2 separate regions of the Canis lupus genome follow, and region 1 is linked to region 2. Evidence: chromatin contacts called from public Hi-C data. All regions are on one chromosome and are shown on one strand. The core of a region is the stretch at or near the end of the contact, and the rest is flanking DNA. Distances in the headings are between cores, read along the strand shown. Region 1 overlaps ANO6 (anoctamin-6). Region 2 overlaps ANO6 (anoctamin-6).

Region 1 (6,034 bases), core at 2,362-4,861, 69 kb after region 2:
TTGAGATATATTTGAGGAAGTGGAAGGAGGCCAACATGACAAGCAGAATGAAATGAGGTGAATATAGTAGATAGTGGGGACTTCATAGGCCATTGTAAACACTTTGGTTTTACCCTGAATGAGTTGGGACATCATCGAAGAGTAAGCCTTTGGAGGATAAACTGGGGGTTTTGAGCAGAGGAATGACTTGACCTGCCCCACCCTGTGTTTTAACAAAATCACTTTGTCTGTGTTCAGTACAGAGGAATAAAAGCAGAAGCAGGAAGCACTATTGGACTTTTCAGGAACCCAGGTGAAAGGTGGTGGTGGCTTGGTCCTGAGTGTTAATTATGGTGTTGGTGAGACATACTCAAATTCTCAGTATGTTTTGAAGGTAGAGCCAATATGATTTGTTGACAGATCAGACATGAGGTGTGCGAGAAAGAGCAGTCAAAGATGAATCCAAGGTTTTTGACCTGGGGGACTGTGGAAGGAGCAGTTTGAGGGGAGGATACGTGAAGGCACATAAACATTCTGTTTACAACATGTGAAGTTTGAGACATCCAAGCAGAGATGTCAACATACAGTAAAATATATGGGTCTGGAGTTAAAGAGAGGGGTCAAGCCAGAGATGTGGGGGTTGTCAGCACACAGGTGGCGTTTAAATCTCGGGCACTGACTGCAAACAGCAAGGGGGGAGATAAAGACACCCTGGACTGAGCCATGGGGACTCCAGTGCTCACAAGTCAGGGACCTGAGCAAGAATCCACAGAGGAGGCTGAGAGGGAGGAGCAGTGAGATTGCAGGAAAATGAGGAGAATCCTGGAAGCCAAATGAAGGAAGGTATAAAGTTGGAGGGAATGACCGAATCTGCTCATGAGGATGGGAAATTGGATTTAGCAGTGTGGAAGAGACCTTGGCAAGAGAAGTCTCAGCTGAATGGTGAAATACAAAATAAAGCGGATTGAACACAATACGAGAGAAAAGGAATTGGATATGCAGCATTTAGATAACACTTTTAATTTTTTTTTTCTGAACATGAATGCAGAACGAGAGGTTATTATATATTAGGATGAAAGGAGGTTTTCTATTTAGTTAGTGGGAAGATGGCAGGAATTGCCCCTACCCTGGCCAGGTGAGGTTGTAGCATGGGCGGTGGGCGGAGCTCGTCCTGTGATGCTGCTTCTATGCGGCCTTCCGTCCAGGCTCTACACCACCTGCCTTCCTGGAGCCTGGCCGGGATTATCCTTGTCTTCTGCAGTAAGAGTTATGGCAACATGCTAGTGTTGGATGGTGTCATCCAGAGAGGGTTGAGTTCTACCAGGAGATGATAGCCAACCTGCCCCTCTGCAGCCAACCCAGCCCATGCAAGATACTGATCATCAGGGCTGGGGAGGGGGGTGTTCTGCAGGAGGTGGTGAAGCATTCCTGCATGAAATCTGCCTGTGATCCAGTGTGAGACTGACAAGGACGTCATCCAGGTCTCTAAGTAAAGTTCCTGCCAGGCATGGCTGTGGACGGCTGCAGCTCCAAGCTGACCCTACGCGTGGGTGATGGTTTTGAGTTCATGGAACAGAGCCAGCATGCCTTCACTGTTACCATCACTGACTCCTCAGACCCCAGAGGTCCTGCCAAGAGTCTCTTTGAAGAGCCCTATTATCAGGTCATGAAGGTGGCTCTCAAGGGTGATGGTGAGTGTCATTTGCCAGGGCGAGTGTCAGTGGCTGTGCCTGGGGGGACCCCATCAAGGAGATGGGGCAATTTTACAAGTCACTATCCCTGTGGTGGCTACTGCTTACTGTACCATCCCCACCTACCCCAGTGACCAGATAGGCTTCATGTTGTGCAGCAAAAATCTGAGCACCAACTTCCAGAAGCCCGTGCAGCAGCTGGAACGGATGCAGCTGAAATACAACTCTGATGTGCACCAGAAGGCCTTTGACCTGCCTGGGCATGCCACCCAGGCCTGAATGATGTGAGCTGAGTCCACATACTGTAGCCCATGCTGCCCAGGACCTCCAACCAGGGAGCCTCTAGGACACTTGGGTGTGACAAGCCTAGGACAAGACCCCCTGCCCCAGTGGCATGCCTGTCAAGCAAGTGTTATAGGCCCTAGAATACTGCCTGGCATGCCCTGCTAGGCAAACTGTCTGTCTCAATGTGGTGTTCAGTCTCCAAGCCTATACCAGCTGTGTACAGGGGGCCAAAAAAAAAAAAAAAGGCAGAAGTTTCTGTTTATAAGGTGGTGGAAATTAATCCAGTAGGGAGAAAAATTCTGATGATGCAGGAGTGAGAAGGAAGGATTTCTGGAATGACATCCTTGAGAAGGCAAGAAAGGGATGGAATCTGGTCCATAAGTGGAGAGGTTGGATACCCCCCACAGCTGTAGAGACAGTTCATTCTTGGAAGTAGGGAAACCAGTGTATTGGGACCCAAGTTCAGTAGTTTTGCTCGTAGGAGCTTGTTGCAGTTTTTTCTTGATTGCTTCTTGTTTACCAGTTAAGTGAGAAGCAAGATTAGTTAATTAGTTAAGATTGAGGAAGGAAGAAGAGATGAAGAGACCTAAAGAGAGAGGAGAAGGTATGAGACAGTCATCTGGGAGCCAGTACTCTGGGAAATGTCCTGGCAATGCTAAGAGCCCACTTGAGGTTTGTGGTCATGACGGGTGTGTGCTTTTCCCATTCAAGTCCAGTTTGGGGAAGCAGGTGTACAGTAGGCAACACGTTTGATTTAACCAATTTGGGGATTTCTGTAAGTTACTGCAGTGAAGTAAGACAAGGCTGAGAGAGGTTCAGGATATTTGTAAGAGAGTAGAGGACCAGGGATATGAGCAGGATGGGACGATAGGATCAGGAGAGTTAGACCTGAGTGGGGCTTCATAATTCTTGCAGTTGGGGTACTGGCAAGAGTAAACTGGAAAAATAGGTAGTTGGAGAATCAGGATCTTTTTAACTAAGGGAGGAAATACAGTAACCAGTACAGACAAGGTCTAGGATATGAGCATTGGAAGGAGAGGCTGGGGCAGGGTAGAGTTGCGAGCACAGGGTGTTGGAAGGTGGGGAGGTAGTTATGTCAGGAGAAAGTCTTTGAGACCTTAACAGTGAGACAGGAATTAAATCTCTAATGAAGCAGGGGGAGTGACTCAGGGTTCAGTAGATGGCTGTCAAAGACATGACCAGAGAGGTAGAAGAGAAATCTGAAGGATGGCAGGATAGAAGCTAAGAAGCAGATGACGTGGTGAGTAGTTTTGGGTGCTGCGTAGGGGCTCAGCAGCACTGACCTTGTGGGCTGGATTTCTGTGTTGTGGGAGATGCCCTGTGCATTGTAGGCTGTTCAGCAGCATCCCTGGCCTCTACCTGGGAGGTGCAGAGGTCCCTCTCTCCAGCTGTGATAACCAAATATGCCCAGACATTGTTAAATGTCTCCTCATTTAAGAACCAGGGAGTTAAATGAATACCGAGAAAGCCTTAGGGTCGGGTCACTGATGTCCTTATATAGAGCTGCTTCTAGGGAGTGCTGGGGATGCCACTGTAACCCAGTCTGGAGTGGATTGTGGAATAAGCAGGAGAAAAAAATAGGAGATCTTGACCTCTCTTTCCATGGGTTTGACTGTCAAGGGCTGGAGGATGAGAGAGCAGTGAGTGGAAGAGACTGAGAACCAGAAATGACATCCTTCTGTCGGGTGGAGCTCTGAACACACTTAAATATCGATGAGAAGAATCTGTGTGAGGGGAACACAGAGAGAGAAGAGTGGCTTTGAAATGGGCGTGGAGTGGTGTGTAGATGTGAAGGAGTCCACGTTAGATGGGAGGAGCAGCAGGTGGATGCTACTGGCTTATGGATTTGCTGGAGAGAAGCAGAGGGAGTTTGCGTCCAGCAGCTTCCATTTTCAGCTACTGAGAGTGAAGAGAACAGAGTGCTGAGGCCTCAGTGGGGGGGGGGGGGGGGGAGGAGGAGGAGGAGGAGTTGTTGTTGTTGTTGTTGGCACTTTGAAGCTGTTGTGGAGAGCTAGAGACCAAGCTGGCTTGGAAAACCCGAGGAAAAGTACTAGGATGTCTGGGCAGTGGTGAGGGCCTGAATGGGGCTGATGAGTCTGAATTTACAACAACACCAACCTTCCCTGCTGTAGTTTCTCCAGTATCCCTCAGACACCAAGAAAGCAGATCATAGGCTTCCCCCTGAATTGGGGCTTTGCCAGCTGGTCATGATGGAAAGTGCAAAATATTGGCAAGAGTGCTCCCTAAATAATGAGCTTGGGAAATGTAACCTTATAAAAGCTCGAATCTGCAGATTGGGAGAAAAAGTCCTGGGGCACTGAGGTCATTGTGAAATGAGAAGGAGATGGTAGTTGTGCTCAGAAAGGGAGATTTCTGATAAGTGATTTTGGAAAGAGAACTTTTCAAGTGATGACAAGGTCCAGGGTGGGACCATGGAAGTTAGTGCATAAAAGGGAGAACATCGCTGGTGTCCAGTTACTAAGGGACCAAGGATCTTCAGGACCTGGAAGACTGGGAATAAGGCAGGATCCTTTTGCTCAAGCTTTTCTTTACTTGGATTTGTACTTTTGAGTCTCCTACAAAAAAATAGGATGGCTTTGCTTTGTGGCTTTTGGCACTAAGCTCACCAAACTAAAAGAGAAAAGAAACTCACCCAAAAAAGGAAACCAAACAAAGGAACGTGGATTTGGCAAAAGAACTCTCAAAAGGAAAAATGAGACCAAAGATGGGCTAGTAAGAACTGCTGAGTTGACCCATTTGCTGTGGTAGGAATTTGCATGGCATTTCAACTTTGAAAGCATTTCGTGCATTCAGGAGCAAAAGGTGAGGGAGTGTGTACTTTGCCTGAATATGGAGGGAAAGGGACCTACACATTTGCTTTACGTGACTGATTCAGGAGCTACATTTGTGGATTTGTTAGGATTGGAGGGGTAGGAGCAAAAATAGGCAGTCCAGCACGCGAAGTCTCAGTCAGAGATTTCTTTCTGAGTCACTTCTTCGGAATGCAGAATGTATTTTCCCAGAGAAACAGTCATAAATGGTAATGGGACTTCTGGGCCCAGCCAGGCCAGCCCAGCTAAGGCCAGTTTAACTCAGAGAGTTAAGAAAATTATCACATTCCATACTAATAATCCTCCGGAACACTCCAATCTTATTTTTTCCATTATTACTAAAATTTTAGAATGAAAGTAAAGTCCAGAGTGAGTGTGCGAGTGGAAGCTTATGGAAAAAATTCTTAGTCTGATGAGCAAGAGGAGGATTGATTTTGATTTATGTTAGATTTTGAAGCAGTGATCTAAAACTTGAGAAAGACAATTTAATGGTTTGAGAAAAACAGGATAAAGAGCTTATCAGCTTCTATATTTCTTTTGACTTTTCTGTTAATGAAGGTGAACTTTATTTAAAAAAAATTTTTTTTTAAATTTTGATTGAAAAGTTTCAAACCCTGGAAAGGAGCTGTAGAAGCCTATGCTGCATGAAACTATTGTAGAAAGAAATATCATTATCCCAAATGAGTTTAAATTTCTTAGCTAGAAGGATTATGTATCAACCAGGGTATTAAAAGAACATGTGGATTTGCTCATGGTAATGTGGAGGTGATATGGGGGCCGAGACAAGTACCAGAATAGAAGGACAAATGTGACAGTTTTCCAGAAGGGATGGGTTAGGGTAGAAGTTGGACATAGACTACATTCTGATAAATGGAGATATTGACACTGGAGTATTAATCTCCAGGAATATTACAGAATGAGATTTTTAAGCAGATGGTTTGTGAATGTTAGAAAAAAGGAAAGGTCATCAGGAGCCAATGTGAATTCAGTAAAAATAAGTCATGTCAAACTAACTGAGCACATTACCTTTTTTTTTTTTTTTTTTTAAATGGGGTGATTATAATGGTAGAACAAGGAAAAGCCACATTTTTGTGTTTTTTTTTAATTGAAGTATAGTTGACACATTTTTATATGTTTTGATTTTAGCAAATGATGTGAAAAAATTGCATTTAAATACAGAATGAGGAAATGTGGACCTAGTGAGGATACTTATCTGGGCAATTGATC
Region 2 (6,510 bases), core at 3,252-5,751:
GAGTCCCAGGATCTAGTCCCACATCGGGCTCCCTGCATGGAGCCTGCTTCTCCCTCTGCCTATGTCTCTGCCTCTCTCTCTCTCTCTGTCTCTCATGAATAAATAAAATCTTAAAAAAAAAAGAAGTAAATAGGTTTTATTACCAATTGAATATCATAGGAGAACAGAGGAGGGGAAGATCAGTGATGAGATTCTCAGTGGTCAGGGTTCTCCATGATTCGACTATTACTACTGAAGTTGGAAACGTGGAGAATCATTCAGATATTTGCCTTTCAGCAGAAGGGAGGGCAGTCAGGTGGTACATGGTGGGCATGATTGTTGACCTGATGTTAAAAACCCATTTGACTTGACATCCATCCCATCGCCCCCTTTCCAGTTCTTGACCATGCTGTGTGCAGACAGTTTTGGCTCTTCATTCTCTAAATGTCCTCAGAATCGGAAATGACCCGGTGTCTCTGAGAGAGGACCTTCTTGGCCACCTTGTTATGCTGGCACACCCAAACTCCGTTCTCAGAGGGCTCTGGGGATGCCTTGTGACTCTACATCCCTGTGGGTCTGATGGGAAAGAGAAGAGGCCTGGCCTCAGCTCCCCTGTCTGAGGGACCCACCCTCTCCCCTCAAAGCCCTCCATGAGTGTGGGTATTAGGGACCAGGTGAAAGTGCTCTTTTCTTGAGTTTTGGATCTGTAGGCGAAAACCTGAATTTGATTAGAAGTACTTATACTGGAGATGAAAAGAAAAGGATGACTTTTCCCCTTGTTGAAAGCTGATTTCCGCCATCTGTTGTAGATAACCTCACCTTACCTTGGCCAGAGATATGGACTGGCATCTTGTACTGTGGCTGTCCATGGTGAGGAAGAGATGGGTCTCTCCGTTGGCCTGTGGGTCCTTTCTATTTATCCCCCATTGGCTCCTTTTTCTGCTCCTCAGAGTTCTTTATCTGACCTCTGTCCCACTGCTCTCCTCAGACAAATTGCCTGGCCCTGCCCAGAGATAGAGACGACCACTGCTTACACTTCAGTTTTAGACAGATGTGATTCAAATTCTAGCCCAGACATTCACTAGCCGTGTGACCTTGAGTCATTAACAGCTCTCCCCTCCTCTCTAAAATGGAGTTGATATTAGAACCTACTTCAAGGGTGACTCTATCAAAATGATGTAATTAAAAAAAAAATCTTACTTGGCAGAGTTGTGGTAACTGATGAGCCAAAAGCCCTCCATAATTAGAAGCTAATGTTGTTAATACTATGGGTAGCAATTTTTACCTATATCTCAACCCAGATTTACCTCTTCTGTTTTTCACTGGAGGTTTTATTTTTCCCCCAAGGCTGTACCTTCCATTTATATAGCTCATTGTTTGTCTTTGCCTTTTTCATTAAACTATGAGCATCTTGAGAACTGTCACCTCACTGAGCAGCATAGTGCTTGGCACATGATAGAGGATCAATAAATTCTTATTGAATGAGTAAATGGATGAAAGACTTTGATTATCAAAGGATTATGGTAGATTGAAAAGATAGGCCTTTGCATAAAGACCAACCCTTGGGCAGGTTTTTATAACTTTGGAGCCTTGGCTTCCGTATCAGAAAAATGTCATAGAGGTAATATAGAAAGGGTAATGATACTTTATAGAATTGTTATAAGGCTTAATAATATATAAAAGGACAAGGGACAGTTCCTGGCACATAATAGACCAACAAATAATGGAGTCATTTGTAAAGCAACCAAAAGTGGAGAAATACACAGTGACTAGTGTAACTTAAGTTAGATTTTCCAGTAGATACATTTCACAACAGTATCATCCCTTTGAATATATATAATTTTAGTAACAAAGGTAAGAGAATATACTATAAAGATTCATAATGAAATTTAAATGATACTTTGATAGCTTTTACACTAAAGAAATGCAGAAGAAATAAGAGCATTTCTTAATCTAGCAACTTTAAGATTTTAAAAGTATCTCGAATTAGAATCTAAAGAGTAGGGATCCCTATCCCTGGGTGGCTCAGCGGTTTGTCGCCTGCCTTCGGCCCAGGGAGCGATCCTGGAGTCCCGGGATCGAGTCCCACATCGGGCTCCCTGCATGGAGCCTGCTTCTCCCTCTGTCTGTGTCTCTGCCTCTCTCTCTCTCTATCATGAATAAATAAGTAAATCTTAAAAAAAAGAATTATAAAAAAAAAGAATTATAAAAAAAAAGAATCTAAAGAGTAGTGTTCTTAATATTGATCCTGTGAAATTTTAATAAGGTAAACATTTAAGGAAACATGCATTTGTATTTATTTTAGAGAGAGTGGGAGTGCGTGTGCACTAGTGGGAGGAGGGATGGGGTGGAGGGAGAGAGAAGCAGAGAGAAGCAGACAAGGGGCTCATAACACTGAGATCATGACTTGATCTGAAATCAAGAGTCTGATGCTTAACCGACTGAGCCACCCAGGCGCTCCTAAAATATGCAGTTTTAAAATAAATATATAGTATTTACTTATGATTTGAATAGTCAGTTATTTTAAATAGAAAAATTCTGAAATGTCTCATTTGCCCACAGGACTAAAATTTCTCTTTACTAAGTATTATTGAGAAGTTTGAAGTCTAATAAAACCTGTTAAAAGACATGAATATGGGGACACCTGGGTGGCTCAGTGGTTGAGTGTCTGCCTTTGGCTCAGGCTGTGATCCTGGAGTCCTGGGATCGAGTCCTGCGTTGGGCTCCCCGCATGGAGCCTGCCTCTCCCTCTGCCTATGTCTCTGCCTCTCTCTGTGTCTCTCATGAATAAATAAACAAAATCTTTAAAAAATATTAAAAAAGACTTTAAAAAAAGACATGAATATGATACAGAGCAAGATGATGAAACTGAAGATGAGCACACAAATCATTACCTTTATGGTTTGAATTGTTTTGAATTTAGTGATATAAAAAATAAAACAATCTCTACCTAATTTACAAAATAGGTATATGAAATGATATATTTCCTTTTGTGTGTTTGAAGTTTGGGAGTGATATGCCTATACCCAGCTGCTAGATCTTAAACAACCCCCCCCCCCGGCCCCCCAGCAGCATCAACCCTAAGAAAAGTTAGATGTCCTATTCCGTTTGGGCAGATTAAAGCAAAAATGAAAGGAGGAAAGCTGTTTTTATCTCCAGGGTTAAAATTATTTGCTCTGTAGTTAGGTGTTCATTAGAAGTGACTCTCCAATAAAAGTGAAAATGTCATCTTTGGTTACTGCACTTAGAATTGTAGTTCTTGTTGTCCATGGATTTCATCCTGTATTCCAGATTGTCAGACTGTCTCATATTTCCTTATTCCATTTAAATAGCATTTAGTAGCTGTGGGGTGCATGCTTCTATAACCAGCACATTGCAGCTTACAAATCATAGAGGAGATGTGAACATTTCTAACAGGCCTTGTCATCTACTCTAAGGGTCAGCAACACAGTAAATGGCTTTTGAGCAATGGGGTAATCATGGTTTTCCTGAGAATTACAGTTGCCTAAACTGTGGCTAGTGGCTTGTTTCATACTCCAAGATACTTATTTTGAAGAGTTCAGTCACAATCTTGACTAAGTTATTTGGCACACGCACAAAAATCCCTTTGAAGGCTGATTGTGGAATTTGCTACTAGTGGGCTTCAGACATCAGGACCGTTGTTGCTCTTTTAAAAAGACGTGTGTAGGGATGCCTGTGTGGCTCAGTCCACTGAGCGTCTGACTCTAGATTTCGGCTCAGGTCATCTCAGGGTGATGAGATCAAGCCCTGTGTCAGGCTCTGTGCTGAGTGTGGAGCCTGCTTGAGGATTCTCTGTCTGCCTCTCCCTCTGCCCTCCTCCTGTCCTTGCCTGTTCCATTTGCTTGAGCATGTGCGAGTGTGCTCTCTCTCTCTCTCAAAACAAAATAAAAAGGATGTGCCTAGAGATTTCGCTGAGCATAGAGCACCAAATTGATGTCTTCTCACAATCTTTACTGAAGACCTCTTGTGGGTCATGTAGTATTTGAGGTCTGAGGATGTAGAACAGAGAGAGAGGAGAGCATATTTCAGCTTTATGAAACTTGTTTTCTGATAAATGATAAAATAAAAACCAGCAATGCAGAAATCCATTCATTCACCCGGTGTCTGTTCAGCACCTTCTACGTGCCAGGCATTGTGCTCTGTGCTAGGAACTCAACAGTATGCAAGACAGAAATGGCCTCTTGCCCCCAACGAGGAGACTGACTGGCAGGGAAGACAGACATGCTGACAGATTACCACAAAAAAAAAAAAAAAAAAAAAAAAAAGATTACCACCAAATTGTATTTAAAGATTGTGAAAAAAGAGACTGAAGCAGGATAAGCACAGTTGAGACCAGGCCTTGGGTGTTTCCAAAGCCAGTTCAAGGAGAAGGGCCCTCCCTGGAGGATCGCTGACAAGTACAGCTGTTATTTTCATAATTCTAAAAATAACATGGCCTTAGAGTGTCATCTTTAAAAAGGCCTATGAGAAGGCTCAAAACGAACATTAGATTCATGTGTCAAGCACAAGTGTTTTCAGGCTCACAACTCCACTTGGGCTGTGCTGGGGCAGCCCTCCAGGCAGAAGCTTTGTTTATATTGATTTTTACAGCTGTTAGTGCACTTGCTAAAGTGAGGAAGTAGCTCTGTTGCTGTTTGGTGCTGTGCCCCTCTGCTCCTTGGTAGATTGGCCAAACTATTCGCACCAAGTTGGAAAGCCACAAAATTCTGTAGGTCGCTCCCAGTTCCCTTTAACTCTTCCTTTGTAGCTCAATTTAGCACAATACTCTCCCTTCCTTAAGTTAAAGACGGGCCTGAGAGATTGGGCTGCGGGCAATGCTGTGCACTTTGCCTGTGTTGACAGCGGAGGAGGAAAGAGTGAAGGAGCAGGTCCATCTTGTCCTCATGTTCCACGTTTTTCTCTCCTCACTTGAATGGGGCAGGCAGCTAGCAAAGAGGGCCTTTCTTGGGTTTTCAGCCAGGAACTGATTCTCCATTCACCCTGCCCTGCTTTGCTAAGGGATGTGACTCATTTGAAGGGCCTGATTTTGGCTGGGTCTCATAACCAAGCCCTTGAGGCATGAGTCAGAATTTGTGTGACGGTGGGAAAGCCCCACAGGAACCCTGTGGGGCTCCGTTGGAGACCTTCCTCCTGAGAGGTCCTAATACTATACTCTTACACTCTAGAAGTCCTTCTGTGTAAAAAGCCAAAGTACCCTGGTACTAGAATACGAATGAAGATGCAAATTAAAACTTGGTTTGTTTTCAGTTGCTAGGGCAGAAAGAAATGGATGCAAATTCTGTTTTCATTTACTCTTAAAAAATCCTGTTTCTTTTCTGTGTTAAAGTCTTTCATACATAAATGAAGTCCAGCAACCAATGTAATTGTGTTACTAAACTTATTGTTTTAGCCATTGCATCTTATTCCTTCCAAATCAGGAATATTTTCTTTATAAATGCCACTGAGATCAAGTATAAAAGATGGTACCAGCACCCCTTGGCCATGCTTTTACCTGAACCCTCTATTTTTAGCACGTTTATGGAATCCTGTGGTGTTTTGGTTTTTGTTTTTTGTGGTTTTTTTTCTTTTTTTCTTTTTTTTTTTTACATTTAAAGGGCATATTTTACATACAGTAAAATGCAAAGATAGCCGTTCAGTTTGTTAACTTTTGACAAATTTTATAATCATCACCCACAACCAGAGGACACTTCCATTGCTCTTTCAAGGGATGTCTTCCTCCCCCAGTCTAGGGGAACACTGAATGACTCCTACAATAAATTGGTTTCCCTGTTCTTGAGCTGCATGTAAATAGAATCCTACAGAATGTAGTCTCTTGTGCGCCTGGCTTCTTACCATAATATTTTCGGAGATTCAGCCGTGTTTTCTGGATATCAGTCATAGTCCATTATATTTTATATATAAGAATATCTGGAAAAATATTTTGATTTTTTAAAAAATTTTATTTATTCACGATAGACATACAGAGAGAGAGAGAGAAAGAGAGAGACAGAGACACAGGCAGAGGGAGAAGCAGGCTCCATACAGGGAGCCCAACATGGGACTCGATCCCAGGACTCCAGGATCACGCCCTGGGCCCATGGCAGGCGCTTAAACCACTGAGCCACCCAGGCTGCCCCAATGTCTTGTTTGTTTGTTTTTCCCTAATATTTTGAATTAAATCATGAACTAGTACATCTCTCATAGATAGCAAACTAATAATACTTAACCTTTTAATTTTATTTTTCCTTTAAAGTCAGGTATTTTTTAGTTATTTTAATAATCCCTTTAGCATTTCATTTTATGCAATGCCTTGCCCCTAATAGGAGGAAAGCCAGTGTTTTCTTAAGATGGAAGGGAATGTGTAAGAAGTAACTCCTCTCTCATTTTATAGAAATTCAGGTTTTAATTGCCGTGCTGTGATTGTGCAACATGCCTGCGTGTTCATTGTGAGCGTTAGCCCACTGGCGATCTTACTGATGAGTCTGATACCAGCCCAAAGTGGATTTTTTTTGTGGATGCGTTCCTTCCATG

The links. Hi-C and Micro-C count contacts between places; a contact is called where the count stands out from the background.
Region 1: a Hi-C map of tumor fibroblasts shows a contact between it and region 2, with 8 times the contacts expected there. The contact joins two enhancer-like sites. A contact is called at or near these places in 2 of 9 Hi-C or Micro-C datasets (amygdala and tumor fibroblasts).

The regions. Positions count from the first base shown.
Region 1 is chr27:37,561,175-37,567,208 of UU_Cfam_GSD_1.0, forward strand. All of the region lies in intron 3 of ANO6 (anoctamin-6), which reads left to right. Among named protein-coding and RNA genes, the nearest start is that of ANO6, 80 kb to the left of the region's middle. Within about 2 kb of position 3,612, at least 3 of the 20 cell types and tissues checked have an H3K27ac peak or open chromatin away from gene starts, as enhancers often do.
Region 2 is chr27:37,490,965-37,497,474 of UU_Cfam_GSD_1.0, forward strand. All of the region lies in intron 1 of ANO6 (anoctamin-6), which reads left to right. Among named protein-coding and RNA genes, the nearest start is that of ANO6, 10 kb to the left of the region's middle. Within about 2 kb of position 4,502, at least 10 of the 20 cell types and tissues checked have an H3K27ac peak or open chromatin away from gene starts, as enhancers often do.